2 separate regions of the Mus musculus genome follow, and region 1 is linked to region 2. Evidence: chromatin contacts called from public HiChIP or PLAC-seq data. All regions are on one chromosome and are shown on one strand. The core of a region is the stretch at or near the end of the contact, and the rest is flanking DNA. Distances in the headings are between cores, read along the strand shown. Region 1 holds the start of 4930461G14Rik (RIKEN cDNA 4930461G14 gene). Region 2 holds the start of Clk3 (CDC-like kinase 3).

What was found. HiChIP or PLAC-seq counts read pairs in DNA pulled down with a chosen protein or histone mark.
Region 1: a contact with region 2 is called in a FOXA1 HiChIP or PLAC-seq map of pancreatic cancer cells. The contact joins the promoter of 4930461G14Rik here to the promoter of Clk3 in region 2. A contact is called at or near these places in 2 of 115 datasets of contacts at active chromatin or transcription factors (embryonic stem cells and pancreatic cancer cells).

The regions. Positions count from the first base shown.
Region 1 is chr9:58,452,972-58,457,892 of GRCm38.p6, reverse strand. 4930461G14Rik (RIKEN cDNA 4930461G14 gene) reads right to left here and starts at 2,720. Exons shown (of 3, transcript NR_040736.1): 1 at 2,537-2,720. It overlaps Gm32820 (a long non-coding RNA gene), which reads left to right. Exons shown (of 3, transcript XR_379493.4): 3 at 1-676.
Region 2 is chr9:57,762,147-57,766,922 of GRCm38.p6, reverse strand. Clk3 (CDC-like kinase 3) reads left to right here and starts at 1,809. Exons shown (of 13, transcript NM_007713.5): 1 at 1,809-1,849.

The sequences.
Region 1 (4,921 bases), core at 1,471-3,970, 690 kb before region 2:
AGGGTGGAGCCAACTAAGACCCGCCCCCTCCAGGGCTGGTGAGAGTGTTCATTATTTCCCTGCCATGCCAGCCAGGCCTTGGGGTGAAGCCAGCCCCAGCTTTTGATGGGAGACAGATTTAATTACCTTCTCAGGCAGAGGGCGAGGATAATGAGAAGCAGATAAAAAGCTTGGCAAGGCAGGGCCCTTGAGCACTCGGCCTGCCTACCCCTACATACAGCCTCTGGGGGTTCAGGGAGAGCAAGAGTGTGGCTTCCCAGGCAGCTGTGGCCCTTGTGTAATGCCACCACCATGCCCGAGACTGAGTCAGCACTCTGTCTGGGTTACACAGAGCACTCCCACCCCAGTGCGGAGGAATGCTCGGTCTTCTGCAGCAGTGTGGAGTTAGTCCTAGGACAGATGGGAAACAAGACACAAGCAGACACCAGGGCTTCTGGCTTGTACGAGGCCTGAAAGTTCTGATGGAATGGGACATTAAGAAGAAAGATTGTGGAGAAAGGAGATCTGTGTGGGGGTGTGGCAAGGCTTGTCATACTCAGGATTGGGGCATCTTTGCCTTTCCCAGGCAGCCTGCCTGACCTGGTGTTTTCTTTCAAGTGCTTATAGGATTGTCCCAGAGCTTCCTTCTGAGTCTGTTCCAAAATTCTTTTATAATTGAAACTAGGAATCCTGAGAGGGGACCCCATTTTCTTGGTAACATATGGTAACCTAGCTGAGGCTCCATGAAGTTGTCAGTAACGGTATGGCTAGACTTGGGAACTTTACAGAGTGGCTAAGGCACTGGAGTGTTCTTGGATTCTTGTTGGTGAGGATAAGGAGGGAGAGCGGAGGTGGTGGGAGAACAGAATGGGGTGCCTGCTTGAAGATGACAAAAGGACTAGGCAAGAGGAAGAGGTTGGGCAGACAAGTGAAGAACATTCTTGTGGGGTCCATTCTGGATTCTGGGTTCTTCCCTGAGGGTGACACAGGGTGCTACACAAACTAGGCGGGTATCTTTCTGCTCCCTGCCTTTCCTGCCTTTCCCTTAGAAATGCCATCATGCTGGGCTCCACAGCAGATCCCTAGGGGGATAAACAAACCTGAGTGCCCAGAGAAGGATTGATAGAGAAGGGCCAGAGATGAGGGTGGGTCTTCTGCTCAGACCTGGTTCTCATGCTGATGACCGGAGCCTGAGCTGGGAGGACCTGAAGGGGAAATTGTCAAACTATCCCTTCATTCCACTGGACTCCTTTCCAAAGGGGCAGCCGGAAGGGCAATCAGGAGGTGTGGAACTTAATACTGTAGCCCATACTCCAGATAGGAAATTTATTTTCTTAATCCTGGGTAAGCTAACACTATCCTCCACATCATAGTTTCCTGATCAGTAAAGTGAGGCTTGAAACCACATCTCAGGATTGTGGCATGAATTTTAAAAAGAGAGCCACACCGAGGATAATGTATGTAAAATTCCTAACATGATGCCTGGCAAGGGGCAGCTCCCAACCACTAGCTGTAATGATGGTTACTATTACTAATCCCGTTGGGCAGTGCTTCTCCACCTTTGAAAACTCTAGGTTCCTTTGTGAGAGGCACACAGGTCTCAAACCCCTGCCTTCTTCCACACAGGATTTAAAAAGAAATAAAGGCTGGAGGGGTGGGGAGACATTTCAAGAACTTACAAGAGAGCTTCCCAAATACAGGGATGGCTCCGGGTGGGCTGGGATGGGGAAGGTGTTCTGGGCTGCATTTCTGAGTGTGGTCCCGAGGCTCGGAGCAACCACTTGGGTAGGACTCCCCTCTTTCCCAGGCTACCCGCAGTGTGTGTTGGATCCCCGCCCAGCCTCGCAGCTCAGGCCGCAGTGACTTTGAGCCAAGAACAGAGGAAGCTCTTTCGAATACAAATACCTTTGGACCCTCAGATCCCAGCCGGCGCGCCATTCTCATGCTAATGAATGGGGCTCCAGTTCAGGTGGTTTTGAAGGGGAAATTGCCAACACAGTTACCCAGCCCAGCCTGCTGCGTTTCTCCTCTGCCAGGACTAAGACCTCGGGGATCATTTTTAGCACGGCCTCCAGTACCAGCACCAGCTCTACCCCAGTGACTCTATAGTTCTGCAAGTCTCATGACTGGCTGGGCTCCATTATTTGGGGTTTATGAACTGAACAGATCCTTCTAAATCAATGTAATAATTCACGTGACAGTGATAGCTGCCATTCACACACCTACTCTCCAGTCAGGGTGTTTGGGAGTGTGCTCAGAGCACTGGGTCCGTCATTGTTCCGTCTGCAGCAGTGAGGCCCAGAAAGTAAGGCAAAGTGCTCCAGACCTTGCCACTGTGGTGCCAGGCTCCAAAGTCAGATGTTGTATAGGGCTACACCTGTAGGACATAGGCCTTGATCATAGGTCACATCACCCTATGATCATCAGTTTGGGGTTTCTGGGCCTGTAAATATTCCCCCACTGAAGCCCCATTTCATTTTTCTGTTGTCTTATCATTGCCCTCTCCCCTTTTATCCAGACCTGGACAATACCTGTTTTAACTCAATGAACTACTCACCCTTCAAGGCCTAAGTCACTTGTACCAGCTCTGCTACATAAAGCTGTCCAAGCAAGCTCTCTTCATTCTGTCTCCACTGTTCAGATCTTTAGGATAGTCCTCAGGTGTGGTCCTGTCCCCTTCTGGGCTGGGAAGTACTTGAGGGAGAGTACCTGCCTAGTTCATCTCCACAATGCCAATGCCTGGCACTGAAGAGGTCAACTCAGGAACTTTGGAAAATTCCATCTCCTCTCCTGGAAGAGAAAGGTCATAGAGGACTTAGGCACCACCCCCTCCGGAAGGGAGGGGCTAATTACATTCCTCAGACAAGGTGGGGGGAGGGAGGAACCAACCATCAGCCACTTGCGGGTATGGGAAGTCCTGAGCACATAGACACATTCTGTGACCATTGGCCACCTATAGACAAGGGAAGTCCTTGCCACCTCATTCCCTAAAGACCAATCAGTTTAAAAGTCGCACTGTTCTGCCAATCACAATGTGCGCAATGGCTGCGGCTCTGAAAACTGTATAAAAACTTACCGAATGGGCTGTGCAGAGTCCTTGTTCTCTCTTCTTCTTGTGCAGGGTGACCCCAGCATGCTGGAACAATAAAATTCCTCTTGTTTTTGCAACGATTCCCGGCTCAGCGTTGTTCACTGTGTGTGTGTTGGGGGCAAAGGTGTGTGTGGGGGGGAAATCTCTCACCAGAGTCTTACATTATTGGGCCTGGTAATCAGCTTCGAGAATGTTTCCAGGATGAGCCATTGACTAAAAGGGATGGTTCCAGTGGAGAAGGCTCTGGGCACTGAAGGGGGCACTGAAGCAAAAGTGTCATGAGCTCTTGGCATCATGAAGCTCCACACCTTGGCTTCACTCTCCCATCTGTGCTGGCAGTGTCTCCTCCAGAGCGTCCTAAGACAGGTCACTTTGTACCTCAGGGCCTTGACTAAGGCCAAGGAAAACTTGACTCAAAAGTGACTTCAGCCTAGATAGGCAGGGTACCAGCATTGCATTTGACACCCGTCTCCTACCAAGGTATGGGGAATGTGGCTGGTGGGTCACTGCCTCCTGCCTTTGGGGGGCTGCGTGGTTTTGGAGAGAGCATGTATACTTCTATTCAAGAGCAGCCAGACCTCTAGGTAATCAGGCTCTAAGCCACATCCCAGCTCAGATCAAAGGCAGCCAGACTATCGTCAGTTCACATGAGTCACACATTAGCCAAGCATCATGGGAGAGTGATCTTCCCCGTGAAGCCTCAGTCACAAATGCCCTGCTCCCCCACCTCTGCTACGAAGCCCAGACATATTAACTAAGCCTGCTTCCTTGAGATGCAAGACCTTCCACCCCCAGACACCTTCAAAAGGAGACATGTTCCTTGGCTGATGAGATGGAAACTCTCTCAGACTCTGTCCCCCAGTGGCATCTGCAGCACTGATAAGGCTCTACCCTACAGGACAGTGTGACTCAGCCTCTCCTCCTCCCTCTCTTCTCTTTCTGCCTAAAATCTAATACTCCTCAGATGACTTCTGAATGGACTTCCCCCTCCACCTTGGCAATGGCTAGGTTGCACACTCTCTCAACTCCTTCTTGAATTTTCCACCCCATCCTGGACTTAGTAGAGACTAGAGAAGAGCCTTGTAGAGACAGTGAGCTAAGCAAGCTCCAGGCTGGGGTACTCCTCTTTTGTTCAGCTCTGACCTGACTCCTGTCCTATAAAAGCCCACCCTGGCTCTGGAGCGGTTATGTGTAGGGTTCTGGGAGGTGGGGGGAGAGGGATACTTATTCAGGAAGTCATGTCCTGGAATTTATCTCCATAGCCTAAGAGGAGGAAGCACTACCCGGCTGGTGGTGCTGGGGTAGGCTGAGGGAAGGAAGTCATTGGGGTTTGATGGGAAGCTCATTTTGCCGTAATTGTATTGTGCACATTAAACCAGAAATTGTGAGAGTGAAGGCAGAGCAGGAAAGGTGCTGAAGGAGTTTCCAGGGGAGGAGCAGGGGCTGAGGAGGCATCCCAGACTCATATGGGACAAGGGGTGGGGCTTTAAGGTCCTCTGGGCCAGGCAGGGACAGCACCACCCTACTCTTTTATATTTACATTTTTATTTTCACACATATATGTATATGTGGCATGCATGCCTGTTTGGTGTGTGTGTGCGCGCATTTATGTGTTCAGGTAAAGGTGTGTTGAAGCTAGGGGTTGACATTGGGGGTTTTGACCATTCGCCATCTACCTCATACATTGAGGCAAGGTCTCTCATTTGTACCCAGAGCTTGCGGATTTGATTAGTTTAGCTTCCCATCTTGCTTTGGGGAGCCTCCATCTGCTTCCCAACACCCCTTAGAGGACTGGGCTTAAATAGGTGTGCTAACTTCCTACCCAGCATTTAGATGGATGTGGGGATTAGA
Region 2 (4,776 bases), core at 560-3,059:
AACTTTACTTCAGAACCAGTTCTTTTCTTCTGCTAGGTTTTATGAAGAGAGACAAGAGGACGAAGGTCTAATGGGAGACCATCCAGGAGGAAGGCCAAGCTGCAGCCTCTGGAGAGGACAGGGCTAGGAGACAGCTCCTATATCAGCTGTCAGCAAGAAGTCCTCTCTGTAGAGAGAGTGGGGGCTGTAGGCAGATGGCCCTGATTTTTCCTGTTAGGATGGTAGGCAGGAAGACGGTCTAAATTATCTCATTTCTGACACTTGGGGTAGGGCAGGAGATGGGAACTTTTTGAGGATGTCGGCCTTAAACTGGAGGATGCTATTTTCCCGTAGCCATGGAAACATGGCTGGGCAGCATTGGTAGGAGGTGACGACACCACAGAAACCTGTGAACGAAGGAAATTCTATCAGTGTGGGCCTGGCCTCAGGTGGGAGCTGCATCTTCTGACGCCTGGATATTTCAATCTTTGGCTTCTAGGCTGGAAACCAATGGGGCAGGACTCGGGCAGAAGCAGTTGAAATGGCTGTTGAATGTCTGTGGGGTTGGAAGGTGACTATGAGTCAGTTTGAGTTTGCAAAACATAATCACCCAGCTTTTTAACTCAACCGCTTTTACTTGGTTGGTGATGAAGATGCCGGGCCATTACGTCAGAACCAGAGGCAAAGCTCTCTAAAGGCAGTTTCATCACTGCAGGGGGGCCTAGGGAGCCACAGCACCTGGTGGGCGCGCATCCCGTACGGGGAGGGGACACCTGGGAAACCCTGGCTGTCCGCGTTGAGTCAGCAAGATCCTAAAGCTATGCCCCGCCCTGGCCGGCCGCCGCAGCCTCGCGGACCTCGCGTGGCGTGGGGCAATTAGGCGCGGCACCCGCCCGCTTGGCTGCGCGACGCGCGGGGGCGGGGACGCTGTCAAAGCGAGGCCCAACCAAAGGACCGCGACTTGTATTCTCTTCTGAAAAAAAAAAAAATAAGACCTCATGATCCTGCCACGACAAAGCGTTGGACAGTAGGTGGGAGGGGTCTAGACTGGGTGCCTCACGCCCGATGCCGCAGCGAAAGGACGGGCTGAGTGACTCGAGTGGCAGAGCGGGAGCGCGGCGCGGCTCGGGGCTTTTGTGTGGCGCGGGTTTCCTAGCAAGACTGACAGCAAGACGCTCTGAGGTGTTCAAGGGAAGGGGACGATTTCTCCGTCAGACCCCACCGCCGAGGCTCGCGGGGATCTTCCCGGAGACTGCTCGCTCGAGCCAGCTGGGGCGTGGCACCAGGACTTTCAAAAAACCCGCACAAGCCGAGAGCAGAATGTGTCGTTTGCTTCTTGCGCGCAAGCGGAGTCGCGCCCGCCTTCCTCTGCCCGGGCGCACCGACCGCCTTCGTCTCTAGCGCCCTCCCGGGCCCCGGGAGAACAATGCCGGTCCTCTCCGCGCGCAGGAAGAGGCTGGCGAGCACAGCTGGGCCGCGGCGGGGAAGCGGCCCCAGCCTGGCAGTCCGGTGGGTTCCTCCTTTAGGCCCAGAGCCGTCCTCAGACCGTGGTCGCGCACCGATGCGGCCTCGGGGGCCTACGTGCAGCACCACACGGAGAGGGGCAGGCCGCGGCCCGAGGCTGCTCCCGGGACCTCCGGGAAGAGACCTCCACCGATGTCGCCCGGACCCTGGCGGGGCAGGCCAGTCCCCCAGAGTCTGCGAGTTCGGGGCTAGAGCGGTCAGGCCTCTGGGCCGGGTCGAGCCCGGGCCGCCGACGGCTGCGTCACGCGAGGGGGCGGTGCTGCCACGGGCGGAGGCCAGAGCCGGAAGCGGAAGAGGCGCTCGGAGTGGGGAGTGGGGCCTAGCCGCAGCCGGAGCCTGGGAGACGGTGAGTGTGGGCCCGAGCCCGTGGCCGGGCAGCTGGGGTGAGTCGGTGGGGACGGCCACGCCGGTACGGGTACCGTGCCACCCGGTCGGGTCTCGGCTTGGACCTATTTCCCTCTTCGGCCCACGTCAGGCCGCGGTCCCGACCTCTCACCCCTGACCCGCCGCTTCTCTCCCTGAGGGCGGTCACTGCAGACCCCTTTTCTGGTTCCCGCGGTGTTGGAGGCGGAGCTCCAGCGGCCTCGGAGCCGGCTGGGAGGCTTCCCTTTGGGTCCCGCGCCGGCCCGCTGGCTGGGTCGCGTCCGACCTAGGCTATCCTGGAAAGGCTTTCCCTGCCCCGAGCTCGAGGCTTAGCCCGCAGATCTCCTTCGCGCGCCGCCTGGAGTTTGATTCTGGCCCAGGCTGGCCATCCCTTTGGTCGCCGGGTCTTCCCTTGGCGGTTACGGGGAACGGGGCTCTGAGATCCCTGGGATTCGGGCAGAAGGAAGGGACTCGAGTGCGGGCCGCCGGCCCCCTCCGTGTTTTGTTATGATGGAACCGCTCCATCCCGGAGAATGGGCCAGACCAAGCCAGGAGTACAAATGTCCAGGCTGCTCCTCGGTCCGGTCGGGAGCCTCTATGCTTTAGTTCCGGGTGCGGGTGCCCTGATGCTTGGGTGGGAATTGCCAGAGTCTAGCCCCCATCAAGGCGGAGTTGGCGGCCTTCCAGTTTCCCTCCTCCGTGCCCTTGAAAAGGAGGAGCGTTTTTGCCCGGTGGCAGCCGCAGATTGCGAGGTGGCAGGTTTGAGGTTGCAGTGGTGGGGCACTGCCAGCCAAAAATAACCATGGGTCGCTTGGGTGGCAGGAATCCGGGAGGGCAGCCGCTGACCTGGCTGGCTGCTCTTCTTGTTAGCCCGGTTCTCTAGCCAGGAACAGCAAATGAGAAGCCAGAGAGGCCTGTGCTCATAGAAAAATTGGCATCCAGTAACTTGGTCTCATTGGTCACATTGCCTTTTTCTTCATTGTTCAGAGCAGAGCCTCCCAAAGCATAATTGTGGCCTTTACGTTTTAAAAAGCTTCTTTGCCGAGGACTCATGGAATCGGAGAATTTGTGAGAAATAGGCTCAAACGACCTGGCTGGGAGGAGGACATGGGCCACCTGGTAGCTCCCATTTTTCACCTGCCTGGGATGCGTTGCAAGGGAGATTATCTCCATTACTGCCTATGTGTGGTACTTCATGGCCAAAATATTGGGCCATCTTTGCCAGTATGAGAGGTGTTATCTTCATTTTTCAGGCATGACAATTTAGGTCTAGAGTGACTTGTATAAGGCCACAGGGCCAGTAAGTGGCAACACTGGGATCGAGTTCAAGGTTTCCTGCCAAAACTTCCTACCCGGTCCCTTGGAAGGAATTATAAATTAAGGCATTCAACATAGCCCTGAGTGTTAGCCGGAACCTTCTCAGTGCTAATGAAAGGCTGTCTTTAGTACTTCTTGTGGCCCAAACCTGTGCTAGGCTTTTGACTTTATAGGGCAGACATTTAATTCCTATGGAGCCTGTAAGAGATTATTGTTCCCTTGTTTCAAGAGGAGGCTGAAGCTTAAAGTGGTTTAATAACTTGCCTAAAGGCAACAGTGAAGTGGTATTGCTGTGGAGCAGGTTGGCATTCGACTCTGAGGCTGTGACTTTCCACTCAAGTAGACATATGTGGTCATAGAAATCCACTTAGGTCCCAGAAGGAAAATTTTGGTCTGCTGTAGATTAGACCGCATTACAACATCCTCCAGATAGGATGCTTAGGGTGCTCTGTCTGCCTGGTGAGGATGGGCAGGACCACTTTGCCTTTTGGGAAGATGTATGCCTGGCCAGTAGGTTGTCTTTTGGGTCAGTTGGTGAGACATGGGCTACTGCTTTCAGGCTACAGCCTGAGCACCTGTCATAAGGTCATGGGGTGGGGGACATTCAGATAAGTGTGAAAACAACAGTGCCTTTCTTAGGGCTCCCAGAGGTTTACATAAATTGCCTCCCAATCCTGCTCATACACAAGTACCTATTTCATCTTTGGACTGTGCTGGTGAGATGGAGCAGCCTTGATGGATTTGTTTAAAAGGTGCTTGGCCAGGCAAGCCTAGGACTATGCACTACTAGAGGTTGGGTGTGAGCAATTGAAGGCTTGGAAAGCAAACAAGCTGTGCTCTCATGCCTGGCCATCTGGTGGACAAAATGTGAAGGGGCTGGATATGGGTGAAAACGGTGCCAGACTCACGTAGCCATCTCTCTGAACTGGCTGCTGATCCCATTTGGGAGTCTCCGGTATTGGATCTAAGTACTCCGTGGTTAAGGAATACTTGTCCTACTTCCCAGTGTAGACCTACAGCCACGTCTTCTTGGCTCCTTCAGAGATAGGGCACAAGAAAGAGTGCCGGAGTAGGAGGAGCTAGAAGGGATGGCTATGATGCTGTTAAAGAGGAAGCACCTGGTATGGGACTCTAGTTGGTCTGAGGGCCACTAAAATTTGCCTCAGGCAAGCAGCTTAGATACCTGATTGTGGCTCCTTTCTGGGCTGATACTCTGGATGGGTCAGCAAGAGCTGGGCAGGCCTTCTGGGCCCAGGCCCACTTGGCTGGAACCTGATAGGAGTAGGGACTATTGGTGAGACATTGTGTCTTTGCTCAAGGGTCAGAGTTCTCATTTCTACTGTGGTTCCTCACTGACTGAAGAGTTTTGAATTTCTTTGAGTTGAGTCCAGTTCATTGCTTTAGCCAGGCAAGTTTCAGTTTAGTACTTTGGCTCTGTGCCACCAGTTCATTAGCTCCAGGCTTCTAGAACATTTAGGTTATAGGATCCCATAGGCATGAAGAAATTGAGCAAAAAACCTCTCCATTCCTCCTGTCCTTGGCATCCCCGTGGCAGTGCTCAGCATCCCACTACATCTACTTCTGTATCTGGGC